Regions from separate parts of the Hordeum vulgare genome. Here region 2 is linked to region 1. A link is a contact called in public Hi-C data. All regions are on one chromosome and are shown on one strand. Each heading gives the region's core, a stretch centred on a gene start, on an enhancer-like site or on the middle of the called end of the contact. The rest is flanking DNA. Distances are from core to core; before and after follow the strand shown.

The links. A called contact is a pair of places that touch in the nucleus more often than the background predicts.
Region 2: a Hi-C map of leaf shows a contact between it and region 1, with 2.2 times the contacts expected there. The contact joins two enhancer-like sites. A contact is called at or near these places in 3 of 6 Hi-C or Micro-C datasets (leaf and seedling).

What each region holds. Positions count from the first base shown.
Region 1 is chr3H:595,340,980-595,348,329 of MorexV3_pseudomolecules_assembly, forward strand. No RefSeq gene overlaps it. Among protein-coding and RNA genes, the nearest start is that of LOC123445479, 98 kb to the left of the region's middle. Within about 2 kb of position 3,937, at least 3 of the 3 cell types and tissues checked have open chromatin away from gene starts, as enhancers often do. A contact at or near this core is called in leaf and seedling, where this site is marked.
Region 2 is chr3H:595,383,516-595,390,865 of MorexV3_pseudomolecules_assembly, forward strand. It overlaps the pseudogene LOC123442168. Among protein-coding and RNA genes, the nearest start is that of LOC123440929, 71 kb to the right of the region's middle. Within about 2 kb of position 4,261, at least 3 of the 3 cell types and tissues checked have open chromatin away from gene starts, as enhancers often do. A contact at or near this core is called in leaf and seedling, where this site is marked.

The DNA of each region.
Region 1 (7,350 bases), core at 2,687-5,186:
AGAGCCTATGAAAATAGGGAGGAGAGGGATGGGAGAGAGAAGGGATTCGAGGGAGGAGATGAGAATTTGAGGGCTGTTAAAATAATCTTTACTTAGTGGCCGTCTGAGGTTTATACCCCGCGTTACTACTATGACATGTCCTGTCCAAGAGGCCATCCTGCAAATCGCTTAGTAGCAGCACGGGTTTGTACCCTGGGCTACTACTATCAATTTAATAACAGCTCGGTTTTTTTTACCCCACAGTAGTATTCTGGCAATGTCCCAAGGTACATGATATGGACTAGTTAGTGACATCGCAAGATTTATATCCCGCGATACTACTATCAACTTAGTAATAGCTCGAGATATGTTGCGCACACTATTACTAAGTAGTAGCGATGCGGTCCTCTTACCCCATGCCACTATTAAATGACGTCCTATAGTTTTTCTTCTAGTAATGAAGTCGGAGAGGTGATGACCATGACTTTACAGGCAACCTCAACCGTGTCTTCTGGGTGCTATGTCGTCCGGGTGCCTTCTCTACATGTAACAATTTTTGTTCCGATTGTTCTTAATTAACCGGCCAATTCTTTTCAATCTTTTTAATGAATTTGTCCTAGGGGACCGCGTTTCAAAAGAAGCTAAGGCCCTGTTTTTTAAAAGTCCTAGGAATTTTTTTAGTCACAAATAAAAAGTCCTTAGTCCCTACCCGTTTATGTCGATGGACTAAACAGGGACTAGAGGTTATTAAATGGCATGCAAAAAGATCATGATACCCTTAATAATGTACTAGAAGTTATTAAATGACATGCTAAAAGTAGGGACACTGTTGAAAAAAGTGTCAAAAAGCTCAAAAAGACCCTTCCATAGAAACTTCTTACTTTAGTCCCAAATACCTTCCTTTAGTACCTAAAAGTCACTCATGTTTTCTTTCACATGGATTAAAAGAGACTTTTTTTTAGTCCCTATAGAAAAAAAACCCTAGAAACACCCCCTAACATGCCCAGCCATGCATCCTGGTCAGATGCATTTGCTTATATCTATGTGACGATCAAACACGTGCGTGATCCAACTTAAAAGCCTTATCGTGTTTGGTGTCACGATCGGCTGCAAACCAAGCACAAATATCTGTGGTAGATAGAGCCGTTTAACCGTCCGTGTGTCGCCACACCAGCACACCGACAGGCGACAGCAAAGAGATGCTAGTCCGTATATGTATGTGTCATGTTTGTTGCGCGCGATGCGACTCGACGGGCAGCGACACGGGTGATTGATGGCTAAGAGGTGATCATTGCGCAAATCTGAATAAAGATCGACATCAGGTGGGTGCTTAAAGCATCTCTAGCACTCATCATAAAAATCGATCCTTAAAAACACATGACACCGTAAACTGTTTTACGGTACGAAATTGCCTCAAACATAGCAGACTCTATAAATAAAACTGTAGCTCGTTTTTTGTCCTCCCATCCCAGCAAGCCGTCTCCGACCACGGCGTGCCTCGCCCCGGCGCCCCGGCTCGCCCCGCCGCCGCCCGCCTCACCCTTGCCTCGTCGTGGCACCGCCCGTTCCGGGCCACGCATGGAGTGGAGGAGCCCTGCGTCGTCCGCCTCGACCACACGCTCCCTAGCCGGCCCGCCCGCCCCCTATTTAAGCCCGACATTGCCCGCCGCCGCACGCGTATTCCCCGACGTGGCCGCATGAGCTCCCCCGCCCTCGCCTCACTCTTTTCCGGTGCCGCCCCACCCTGATTCAGGCTGCCGGTGGCCTGTTCCGCCCTACCCGTGGACGGCCTCACCTCGGCGGTGGAGGTCGAACCGACCGCAATTCAGACCGACGGTGGCAATTTCCGGCATGCAGCGGTTTCTTTCGGTGTGCGGCGATGGATTCCGGTGAGTTCCAGTACATTCCGGCTAGTTCCGCTGCGACGCGTCTCCTCCGACGAGGTTTGGCCAGTCTATGGGTTGAACTGTATATTGCATTCGAAACTGTGCATATAAGATTTTCACGGATGAATTTACCGTGTCCCTTAAAAATTTTAAGGCCGAACAAGTTTTATGGGGTCTGCTCCGTGCTGTTTTTCTGACCGAAATTGTATACACCTCATTTTTTACGGGTTTGACCAGTTTACGGGGTCTGCTAGAAATGCTCTAAAAAACGGTCCGATACGCATGTAATGCACTTAGTGTATGCTAAATGTATTTGATTCATGAAAGTGACACACAGATTTTGTTGTTGTTTCTTCCTAAATGATGACGTTCACACGTGCGACAGGAGACAATATGGTTCATACACATTTGTAATCATTCATATTGACACAACAAACATATGATATCAACATAATTTTTTTGGTTTTTAGACTTAAAAATGTTTTATCTCTTAAACAAAAATCCAATTAAACAACGTTTTCATCATTAAATCCGTCCTGACGAGATCTTTAAAAGTAAATCCCATATTAATAGGTTTTGATGACTTTTTTAGGGGCTACAAGTTGCCACATGTTTATACTGAAGTTGTCATAGGGTTTTCAATAAAATTGCCACGACATATTTCATCTCGTTTTTTATAGATTTCAAGTTACCATTGTATTTCAACTACTTTTCACGACAATTTTTATTAATTGGTCATGGCAAATTTTAGTAATTAATCACGACACATTTAATTCATGGATCATGGTTACTTTTGGTAAATCATCATGGCAAATCGAGTTTACCATGACAATTTTAGTATTTTGTCCATAACAAATCTAGTATTTTGAACATGAAAAACATTTTTTTGTAAGTACCACGGCAAATTTTAGTGCATGTATCATGGCAAATTTAAGTAATTTACCATGAAATTTTTTGTATTTTGACCATAACAAATCTAGTATTTTGAACATGAAAAACATTTTTTTGTATGTACAATGGCAAATTTTAGTGCATGTATCATGGCAAATTTAAGTAATTCACCATGGCAGTTTTAGTTTAGGGTTCATGGCAAATTTGAGCGAGTGATCATGCATTTTTAAAATTACTGGCAACATATTTCTTTTTTACTTATGAACCATGTCACAATTATTTCATGGATCATGCCAAATTTTAGTAATTCATTATGACAAGTTTAGTTTGTTAATTTCCTGTTTTATAACACGTCAAAGTTTATTTTAAACATAAAAAAAGTAATTGAAATATATCATGGCAACTTTAGTGTAATCATGATGAAAATTTATGTGCAATAGACATGACAATTTTTAAACCAAAAATAAGTCGTCGAAACATATCAATATCAGATCTAGTTTCAAAGATCTCGTCACGACTGATTTGAAGATGAAAACGGTTTTTCAATATGATTTTTTATTTAAAAGATAAAACACTTAAAAAAACTAAAAATACAAAAGATTCCTTTTAACATCATCAGTTTTGCCACTTATGCATGCATGTATTGACGTGACGCAATCTATAATCATTAAACATGTGGAATATTCTTGCTACCATCACACGTATAGACGTTATAGCGACCCTGTTTCTTTAAGCATTGCTACATGACGAGAAAGGAGGGGACTTGGAACGCAAGTTGATCAAGAATTCGAGAGAAAAACCACATTTTGTTTTTGTTGCTGCTGCACTGCATAGTGCATACCATAGTGCAGCAACGGCTCGTAGCCTAAGTCCTGCTAGATACCATAGTGCTGGTGTGTACGGTCAATAATGATTTGGGTTCCTTTTGGCAGTTTGCCACAGGTGCACTTCAAGTTAAGTGCATATATACGGGTGATGGGGAGCAGACGGGACCGGCTTTTAACTCGTGACAGAAACAGCTCCAAGAGCATCCAAAACAATTAAATTTGGACTCATCGCTTGCAATGAAAGAGGACGAAAGAAGCGTACGAACAAACACGACAGAGATCGAGGGAGAAAGCACGGCCCGTGGCATGGTAGCAACCTTGCAAAGGTGCATCCATGGGGACGCAGATAGATAGGGATCGGGACATGAGAAAGGGGTGTGGGAACAAGCGGACAACAGCCACCACGCCTTGTCGCGGAGCAAGGTTTTGTGCTTGGACGCATCGAAGGCAGCTGCGCGCGGCCTTGAATTCCGTCACCGGCGCCACCTGCTAGCTCGTGTCTCCGTCACGAGGCCGACGCTTTTGGTCTCGTTCGACCGTTTCCGAACCCAGCAGAACGCGATCCAGGAGCTAGCGACTACGGAGCCTATCCGGTTTGGACGCACTGTATCCATCATCCAGGGTAGCAACAAACAAGGGCCAGCGCCAGGCGATCAACCAAAAACTACGGGGAAAGCAGCAGGGCAACGTGATGCGGTGTGGTTTGCCTCTTGTCTTTGTCTCCGGGGAGCCGAGCTTTGGGCGCAAGGCGACCTAGGAGAGAACGTGGCGTCCGGCGTGGGGTGGACTTTCGGGACTTCATATATGTTTGTTCGGATTTACTAATTCACATTTAGATGAAAATTAATTATGTCATATCTAACATCCTACCACATGATCTAATATTTGTGCTCCACGCTAGCTCCAGCGAAATCCGTTTTTCCGTTGCTAGTCTTTTTGCACATGCCACGGTCGTTGTTTGTGATGTGCTCCTTGTCTGCGTCGGCTGTAGGCCCTTTTTCTCGCAGCAATGCTACACATTATATGGATTTTACAAAGAGGTGGATTTTGATTGGAGATTCAGAAGAATGAGGGCCCCACCCCCCTTAAAAATCAGAGGGGGAGTGGTTACTTAGAAAGAAAGAATCATAGTCAGCATGTAACCTTATGTAACTTTTTATATGTCTAGCATTTTTGTTTTTCTCACCCTGCCATGCATGTGTCTTAGACTGGGTTGTTTCAGTGTCTTTTTAGACTCAATTACACCACAGGCGTTTGAACTTGACAAAAAAACAGTTTAATGCTAAAACTTGCAACATACATTGAATCAGTGATAAAAAATGATTTGATCGTGCATCTAAGATGCTAATCACATTTTGTATACATATAAAGTGTTGACAAGGAATGCCAACATGGCATGGGACCTAATGTTAGTGATCGGAAGGCGGGGAGGGCCGTGTGGCCTACTTTTTGCGAAAAGCATCGTGCTATTTTACTTTTTCTCATAGAAAGCCTCTCAATTTTTTCTTAAAAAACGCTGAAACGTGACTATGTCAATTGGGTCCCACCCGTCAGGGCACAATACAAACAAAGGGAAATGAGGACGCAAAATTAAGGACTGCCCAGGTTCGAACACGCGACCTTAAATGCCAGCACGAACAGGGTAGCTACCACATCATGTATCACTTGTTGTATAAATGGGATTTCTATCCGTAATGACCTATAGACAAGCACAAACATATGCCTTAAATGACCTGTCACATGTTTTTTTTTCATAGTATTTTGTAAGAGTACATAAAAAATATTATACATACAAATATATTAACTTATTTAAGATAATGTTCGTGTAATTATTTAAAAAAATGAACTGCGGTCACTGTAGCCCATTTAAACACAATATTGGTCATTATGTTCTTTTAATTGTTGAGTGGTGTTTTTTTGCCAGACAAAGTGGAATTCGTGCTTGTAAGTTGTAACATCAGTAGAATATGGACTACTAGGGGCAGTCAATGAGGTTGTGCTATATTTCTATTACAAAAACGTGTGCCCATTATTTGATTAAATAGGAACGCAGTACTTATTTTCGACAGGGAGATTATTATGGTAGCAGATTGCTACCATGACATATCTTTTGTAGCACTGAAGCTGCTTGAAAGGCACACCAAAATACTGATATAGTTTATCTATCTTCTATGTCCTTCTAGAGGTGAGTGAATGTTTTCAAAATCTCATGCTAATAATCAATTAATTATTGCAAACAACAGAGGCCTTCATTTTTTCACCTGATTTTTAATATCTGCTCTTTAGAGTCATGTTAGGTCGTGTATGGTTCTGTTCATTATCATCCATATGTTTTCCTCTTATAGCTTGATGAAAATACATGTCAAGCTATTTTATTACAAGATTTCTATACTGATAATTCAAATTGACCTAACATATCGAGAACCTTTTCATGGGCTATCTTCATAATGGCTATCAAATTCTTGCTTTCAAAGGTAGCACCTGAACCCAAGAGATCCAGTTTCCTCTATTACGGATGTATTTACTTGTATAATATTGTATAAAAGTAATATATAATTAAACATGCTACTGAGACCATCGGAAGGAAGGAATCAACACTTGTAAGACACGTGATATTTCTGGCCTTCATATAAACTATAGATAGCGTACATATGCTCTTGAAATGGAGAATGGGCGTTTGGAGCCGAGCTCCACGGTGGGCGAAATTTTTGAAAAATTAAAAATTCAAACTTTTTGGTTTCAAAAAAAAATCTGAAAACAAATATGCAAGTAAGGAAGGATGTCATGTGTATGCGTGTAAAATTTTAGCATAAAATTGTTGGAATTATGCCCTAGAGGCAATAATAAATATAGTTATTATTATAATTCCTGTATCAAGATAATCGTTTATTATCCATGCTATAATTGTATTGAATGAAGACTCATTTACATGTGTGGATATATAGACAAAACACTATCCCTAGCAAGCCTCTAGTTGGCTAGCCAGTTGATCCAAGATAGTCAGTGTCTTCTGATTATGAACAAGGTGTTGTTGCTTGATAACTGGATCACGTCATTAGGAGAATCACGTGATGGAATAGACCCAAACTAATAGACGTAGCATGTTGATCGTGTCATTTTGTTGCTACTGTTTTCTGCGTGTCAAGTATTTGTTCCCATGACCATGAGATCATATAACTCACTGACACCGGAGGAATACTTTGTGTGTATCAAACGTCGCAACGTAACTGGGTGACTATAAAGATGCTCTACAGGTATCTCCGAAGGTGTTAGTTGAGTTAGTATGGATCAAGACTGGGATTTGTCACTCCGTGTGACGGAGAGGTATGTCGGGGCCCACTCGGTAATACAACATCACACACAAGCCTTGCAAGCAATGTGACTTAGTGTAAGTTGCGTGATCTTGTATTACGGAACGAGTAAAGATACTTGCCGGTAAACGAGATTGAAATAGGTATGCGGATACTGACGATCGAATCTCGGGCAAGTAACATACCGAAGGACAAAGGGAATGACATACGGGATTATATGAATCCTTGACACTGAGGTTCAAACGATAAGTTCTTCATAGAATATGTAGGATCCAATATGGGCATCCAGGTCCCGCTATTGGATATTGACCGAGGAGTTTCTCGGGTCATGTCTACATAGTTCTCGAACCCGCAGGGTCTGCACACTTAAGGTTCGACGTTGTTTTATGCGTATTTGAGTTATATGGTTGGTTACCGAATGTTGTTCGGAGTCCCGGATGAGATCACGGACGTCAC
Region 2 (7,350 bases), core at 3,011-5,510, 43 kb after region 1:
GGAAGCAGCATACACTTTTACACTTTGTAGGCGCACCCAATAAGTCGAGCGAACCCCAGCACCCTTGTCGCGAAGCGTAGGGAAGGTGGAATAATGAAGGCGCAACGCGACGACGACGACGCAACAAAACAAAACGCAGCGTCCTCCTCTCCTGCTGTCCTCCTTTGAAAATGTAGGCAATGGTGGGTGTACTGTGTGCGTGCATGCTGCACGTCACCGGCAAGGTTAGGTGAGGTGAGGTGAATCTGGGCTAGCGCCCACGTCGTCATCTCTTGTTGGTTACCGCTTGCTGCTATGCGGAAAATGGGTCTGAAAAAAGAACAGCTCCGCCCCCTGCTAGGAAACTGAGTAAAATTGTTTTGCTTGACGGGTAAATAAGATGGACGCTCTATTGTCCAAGCACAACACACGGTCACCTCACGACGCATAACAAATCGTCAGATCGGGTTAAGCTGTGGTCGTCGCGTAGCATAATGTGTGTCATGGCGGTGGCGGTGGCGCGACCCACACCCTCGCCGCCCTCTCTCTCTCTCTCTGCAAACCGACGCCTTGCATCGACGCTGCCGTATTCGATGCGGAGTAGGTCCTCGGGCGACGTCGGAGACTACCAGCGCAACGTCAAGGGCGGTGCACCGCGTGCTGCAACCGCGGCGACGGGTGCTACCAAGGCAGTGACCACGTGATGCAAGCCTGCAACCATGGCGGCCGATGGTGCACGGCGACGACCACCAACGTGACCATGAGCATGGGCGGAATATGCGCGTGAGGATTTCCCCCTCTCTTATTCCTTTGTTTGCGAGGCGCTTCACGACTGTGCGCATAAGATGGACTACGATCCAACGGCCGAGAGGCGACCGGCCGAAAGTTTCGGCCGGCGGTCAGCCAGGTGGCTCATTTTTGTACAGGTTTGACGAGCGGGCGTGGGCGATCGATTCTGCATAATTAACTGCCCAACCTTGCAGCAATGGTCGTACTACGTGCATTGAGCAGGCCGTACTCAGTGTTAGTTCAACCAAAACAACTATGGATGCAAATGATCAACAGTGGAAAAATAATTGAGTAACAGAAGTAGTGTGGTTCTAACAAAGTGCATTAGACCAATTCTCAAAAGCCGTCGTGTTTGCTGGAGGATCAACTGGAAGCAAGCAGAAACTTCTGTAGTAGATGCTGCTGATTGACACGAGTGTGTCCCTACACCAGCACACCGTCTTCGTGTGATAACAAGGATATATGTGTGCGTGTATGTCAAGTGCGTGGCGCGGTGGATCACGGCAAATGCCGGCGGGATGGCTTCGTTTTTAGGTGTTACTTTTGATTTTGTTTGGGTTTGTGTCCTTTTCAGGAAGACGAGACGGGGCGGCTTCCTAAAGATGAAATAAAGGTCTCTTCATTTAGCCCCCGTTTCGGCGGTGCGTCTAGCATCATTGATGGATGTGTGGAGGTGTGTCGTCGGTGGATTTATCTTTGATGAATTTATTCGGATTTCGCCGTTGTTTGTTTGTGTTCGTGTGTCTTCGGGGGGATCCTTCTGATCTATGTTATTCTTCATCTGTGACGGTTGATGTTTTGGTGCGCTGGTCCTACGGGCCTTAGCACGACGATTTCCCGACTGTTACTAAATAAGTTGTGTCCGACTCCGATAGTGGAGGGGCGATGACGACGACGCGTCTTCGGCTCGCTTCAGTGCTTGTAGTCGTCCCTAGGTTGTTTAAGGATCTAACTGTAATTTTTATTATTTTTTTATTTTCGTTGTACTATCATAATTGTGAATGAATAGATTGAAAAAATTTCCGTAAAGAAGTTCGTTGGGTGCGGATGCCATCAGACGGACACCCACATGGGTTTCTCAGGAAAAAAATGTGGATGGGGACTGAATGAAAAGACTACAAGACTGTGAAACACAATGTTTTTACTAGTTGGATTTACAAGGAATTTCCAGATTTCAGATAATCATACATTGGGCATACAATAAGTTTCTGGTTAGGCGTTGCAAGCAGCCCCAGCTTACCAAATATATTAGTACTCCATCTGTAAAGAAATATAAGAGTGTTTAGATCACTATTTTAGTGATCTAAACGCTTTTATATTTGTTTACGGAGGGAGTATGTATCTAGCTAGCCGGCCGTGGCACGATTTTGTATTGAAACATGACTAGTTAGAGTAGTTGATCGTCAAAGCTTAAACAACACACAGTAGGATAAAACATGCAGGCCTTGGCTAAAGTCCAAACAATAAGTTTCGCATAGCAAAATGGCGGCTAACCTTTCCACGATCAAATGAGTTCATACTGTCTGCATGTTGCGGGTAGCTCTGAACTGTTTGATACATTCAGTCTTTTTCTTGGTCTTGCGTTTGTTTGTTAGGACATCTTCAATGACAACCTACAAATTTCGTCTTGCATCTGTCCGCGGACAGGGAGAGCAGTTCATGGACGCGGATGGAGAAGGACGACATCCAACGCTAGCTGTATACATCGGGCCAATAATTCAAATCAACCAGATAAAATTCGATCAAACCGGACGGATTTCATTCAAGCACGGATATAATTTACATAAAAAGGTTGATATTTCGACCGTTTAACTAAAAAACTAGATAAAAACATGAACCCTATACGGGAGGTTCTCCGACGGTTGACGGTGGAAGGAAGGAGAGGACAGGAAAAAAGAGCCGAAAGTAGGCGGAGAGCGGCCAGAAGTGGAAGAAGAGAAATGAGAGATATTAGCGCGGAAACAGTGTTTGATGCTACAAAAGCATGGACTCGGCCTTCCTTTTGACGGGGCTAGGAGGGAGTAGGTAGCGATGTTTCTCGTGTGTGGGCTCCCGCAAAGCCCTTCATGTCTGTCCACGGTTTGTGAAAAAAATTGCGTTCGGACCGCTCTGTTGACCGATACTGGATTACGTTGGATGTCTTCAGTGGTATGAATAACACGATCCAAACAGTTACGGAAGGTTCGAGAGTCGGTGTTGGAGATGTCCTTAACACGGGATGAAGCCTTGCGTTCAGCCAATTCATCAAGAAAGCCTAGCTCCAGTGAGGTGTCTGATTTCGCAATCTTGTCCCTGTGCAGGTAGGCAGAACATTTTGTTGAAACCAATGCCGGCCTTGGGTTTCACGTTGGGGACAGGACAATGAAAAAAAACATGATTCGTAGCTACCATGTTTCAAGTTTGGTGGCTTGACATTTTCAGTTATTTGTCTCAATGAAACATCGGAGTAGTACATATGGAGATGTTTGGTTTTCGATCACTTTCCCAACTCTGACAGTCACAGTTTAGTAAACATGCGTTTGGTTTTTATCATAGTTTGGCTTGCCACACTTTATTGTCCTTGTGCTTCATTTGTCATAGTCATTTTTTTGCCAACTTTTATCAAAGTTTGTCATTCAATTTTCCAGCCGTGCTTTGATGACTTGCCACACTTTCGCTTGGTAAAAATTAGTCCCCAGTCAAACAAACCAACGATCTTATCTTATGGTTGGTAGCTTGGGATGTAGAAAGATTTAAACCAACTTCTGAAACGGTGGTCAGCCTGATTCAGAGTACGAAGATAGTGGCGACACCCCGTGACAGGAAACCAACATAATATATATGTATGTATTGATGGTTGGACTTGCCGATTAATGTAGTACTACCTCTGTATCAAAACATGATACGTTTTCGCATTTCAAATTGGTACAGAGGTAGTAGTTACATTGTGATTCAGGAGAGCGACATAGACTTTTCTGTGTATTGCTAGCTGACGAGAAGAGAAGGGAACAGAACAAGCGGGTTGATCAACAGGCCCGGATAAAACACGGAGTAGTATTCAGCCGGACGCACAAAATGCAGCGTATACCACAATTTTGCAGAAACGTACACACAGAGAGTAGCATCATACATGTATAAGTCCAAACCCAAATAAATTTGAACTTATCGCTGCCCTCACACTCCAACCTGTCTATAGACGAGAGAAGAGTACAAAGAGCTCCTAACAAACAAACAAAAGTCAGGAAAACGAGGCAACAAAACCAAATGCATGCTTGGTCGCTGCCTTCTGGCGAACAGCGTTTTTGTGCGTCGGCTTGCGGGTGTCTTCTTGGACGCATCGCAGGCGTCCTTCAATTCCGTCATCGGCACCACCTGCTCGTGTCTCCGTCGCGTGCGGCCACCACCTGCGCTTGGGTTGGTTTCGGAACCCCAACAAAACGCCATCGCAACGCTAGCGACCCCTGGACCCAATCGAGGATAGGAACAATGGCCAGCGCTAGCGCCCAGCCAAAATCCACGGGGAAAACAACAGGGCGAGGCGATGCGAGGTGATTTGCATCTTGTCTTCGTCTCCCGGGAGCATGGGAGGCGAGGAAAAGCAGGTGAGGTCGTGGCCGCGTGGGCTGGACATTGAGGCTCTTTGTACGTATGGTTGCAGGCAGACCTGTCCTGACTGATGATATGCCCCAGCGCAAGTGCGGTGCCAACTGCGAAAGACAAGCCTGATGCCTGTCTTGAGAGTTGAACGGGAGGGCCTGGTTTGTGTTTGGCAACATGCGCCAAAGCGGCATGGCGTGCGATTCTTCAGGATCTCCTTTTGTATACAAGTCCCTCCCGTGCACCAACCTCTGCAGTGTTTTCGCATACCTACCTCTTCAGGATCAACAAATACAGGTGTTCTGTATACACAATAACCGCAGGTGTGCACAACTATTCTTCAGGTTCTTGTTTGTTGGACTGAAATAAAATGTAATAATAAAAATGTGTTTGCTTACGGGCGGATGACGGTATGAAGTTTTGTAGAACCTGGATACAGAAGCGCACGTTGTCCTGGGGCCAAGATATTCTCTGAGAGTAAGTTAAGGTGCACTCTTCGGAAGACTCACAACAGAGTGAGAACAAAAGTTTGATCAGGAGAGAGGGAGACGATGAGGAATCAGGCTCGTGTTTGTTTTGATCAAGCTTACTGCATCCATGCATGTATGTGCCATGTGTGTTCATAATTTGCATTCCCGTTCAGATTAATGTATACTCCCTCCGTCCTGAATTATTGGTCGTGAAAATGAATATAAATGGATTTATTTAGAATTAAAAATACATCTAGATATATTTATTCTACAACAAGTAATTCTGAACAGATTAATGTATACTCACTCCGTCCTGAATTACTGGTCGTGAAAATGGATATAAATGGATGTATTTAGAATTAAAAATACATCTAGATATATTTATTCTACAACAAGTAATTCTAAATAGAGGAAGTATATTTTAGCACGATCTATTAAGCTATGTACTCTAGTGATAACACTGGACAAATCTACTGAGTGTTTATAGACGTAAAAAATGAATCCCTACGGACGAATGACGATACGACAAGCAAATGTAGAATGAATGTGCAGTCTACATAAGCTTCATGAATGCATGAATGAAAAGACTTTAGTCCTTCCTTCTCCTCCTGTCGACGCAGCCGCTAGTCCGCCCCATCTGCGATGGCCTTTGGGTCATCGAGGTGCAGAGGATCTCGGGCCCCCACCGGCGGGAGGGACCATGCTTTCGTTCTTGTTTGATTCGATGTCTTTGTTAGGGCTGGGTGGCGGCGACACTGTCCCATAATAGGAATGATGTCTCTTTTATCCCCGTTTCGATGGTGCGCCTAGCGTCATCAAGGGGCGTGTGGGGGTGTGTTTTTGTCGGATTTTGCACAATTCGGTCGTTGCTGGTCTTCCATGGGTTTGTTGGGATCCGGTCTCCGTCTTTCTTCGTTTGGGAGTTTACACGTTCGATCCTTCTGATCTACGTCTTTCTTCATCAGTTATGGTTGTTATTGTGGTGTGCTGGTCCTATAGGGCCTTAGCACAATAAATTTCTTATTGGCTACTACAACAAGGTTTTCTTGGCTCCGGTGAATCACACCGGTGCTTGTAGTTGTCGCTAGTTAGTCCGTGAGCCTGATTGCAATTTTTTATCTCCAGTATATATCTTTGTACTACCAAGATTGATGGATTGAAAGTTTCACGCGCAAAAAAAAGAGAATGCTTGGATTTGCCATGTCTGTTCATGGCGTGACTCCCTGTTTTGGTCCGGATTAATGCATAATAGAAGTGTTGGGCGTGCTTTGCTGCGCCGTTAGTATTGTTAGGATTATTAAAAAAAATGTATTCACTCTGTTTTAAATATAAGATGTATTACTTTTAAAAAATATTAAAACCTCTTTAATTCTAATCAAATTTGGAGAAATATATTAAAATCCGTAGGATCAAATCGGTGTCGTTAGATTGATCATGTAATGAATTTTCATATTTTTCGTCTAATATTGGGGATATCGATATCTTTGGATCTGAATCCTCAAAGTTAAAGAAATTTGACTTTCCAAACTCTAATACCCCTTATATTTTGTAACTGATTGAATATTTGGTTTGGTGAGTGAGGGAGTTGGTGGAGTGTGTTCTATGTTAATTTATAATGCGGTTATTTGATGAGTCTTTTGCAGTGTGATTTTGTATTATCCCTTAATCAACTCATATTTATGTGAGGAAAATTTTCCATCGATGACTGCCTGTACTATATTGGTGTTACTAGCAAAAGGGCCCGTGTGTTGCAACGGAAGATTTTTTTTTCATAATATCCAATGATCATGATCACATTTTGCTGCGTCACCGAGATACACTATCATTCTCAATTCCACGAAATCATGAATATTTTTTAAACTCGTGAATATATTTGGAATCGTGAATATTTTTCAAATTCATGAACACTTTAAATCACATGGACTTCTTAAAAGAGAATGGGTATTTTATAATTATGATTTTTTAAGCATGTGAACATTTTTTAGAATTAGAGGAACCTTTTATTTTATAAAAAGGTGAATCAATGAAGATCATTTAGCAAGTATGCTCACTTTTTCACGAGTGTTAGGCTCATCTACTTCCATGGGCGCTCCATCCTCCTTATCTTCCTCCTCTTCCTCAAAATCATCTTCAAGCGCACTTCTTCTTGATTCTAGAGTTCCAGAAGTTTTAAGGACCCATCTGACGAAAAGAACCATAAAAATGCGAGGCATCTGGAGCACATCAAGAGGCAAACATGTATTTAAGATTATTGACCAGTAGTCAAAAGAAAATATCTCTAAAGCAAAAACATATTACTGAACATACATGACAACTATGTGTTTACTAGAAGAGAACAATTATTAACTAAAATCTCAAAAGGTATCCTTTTAAGATGTGGCTAATCTCAGAACATCAGAGAAATTGAGCAGCAGCAGAGGACAGTGTAGATACAGGTGTGGCAAACAAGATAAATTTCAATTGCACGGCAGAGATCGGGACAGGATCAGACCTTTTCTGAATGCGGGGGAGGGCAGTGTCGCAGCTATAGGGATAC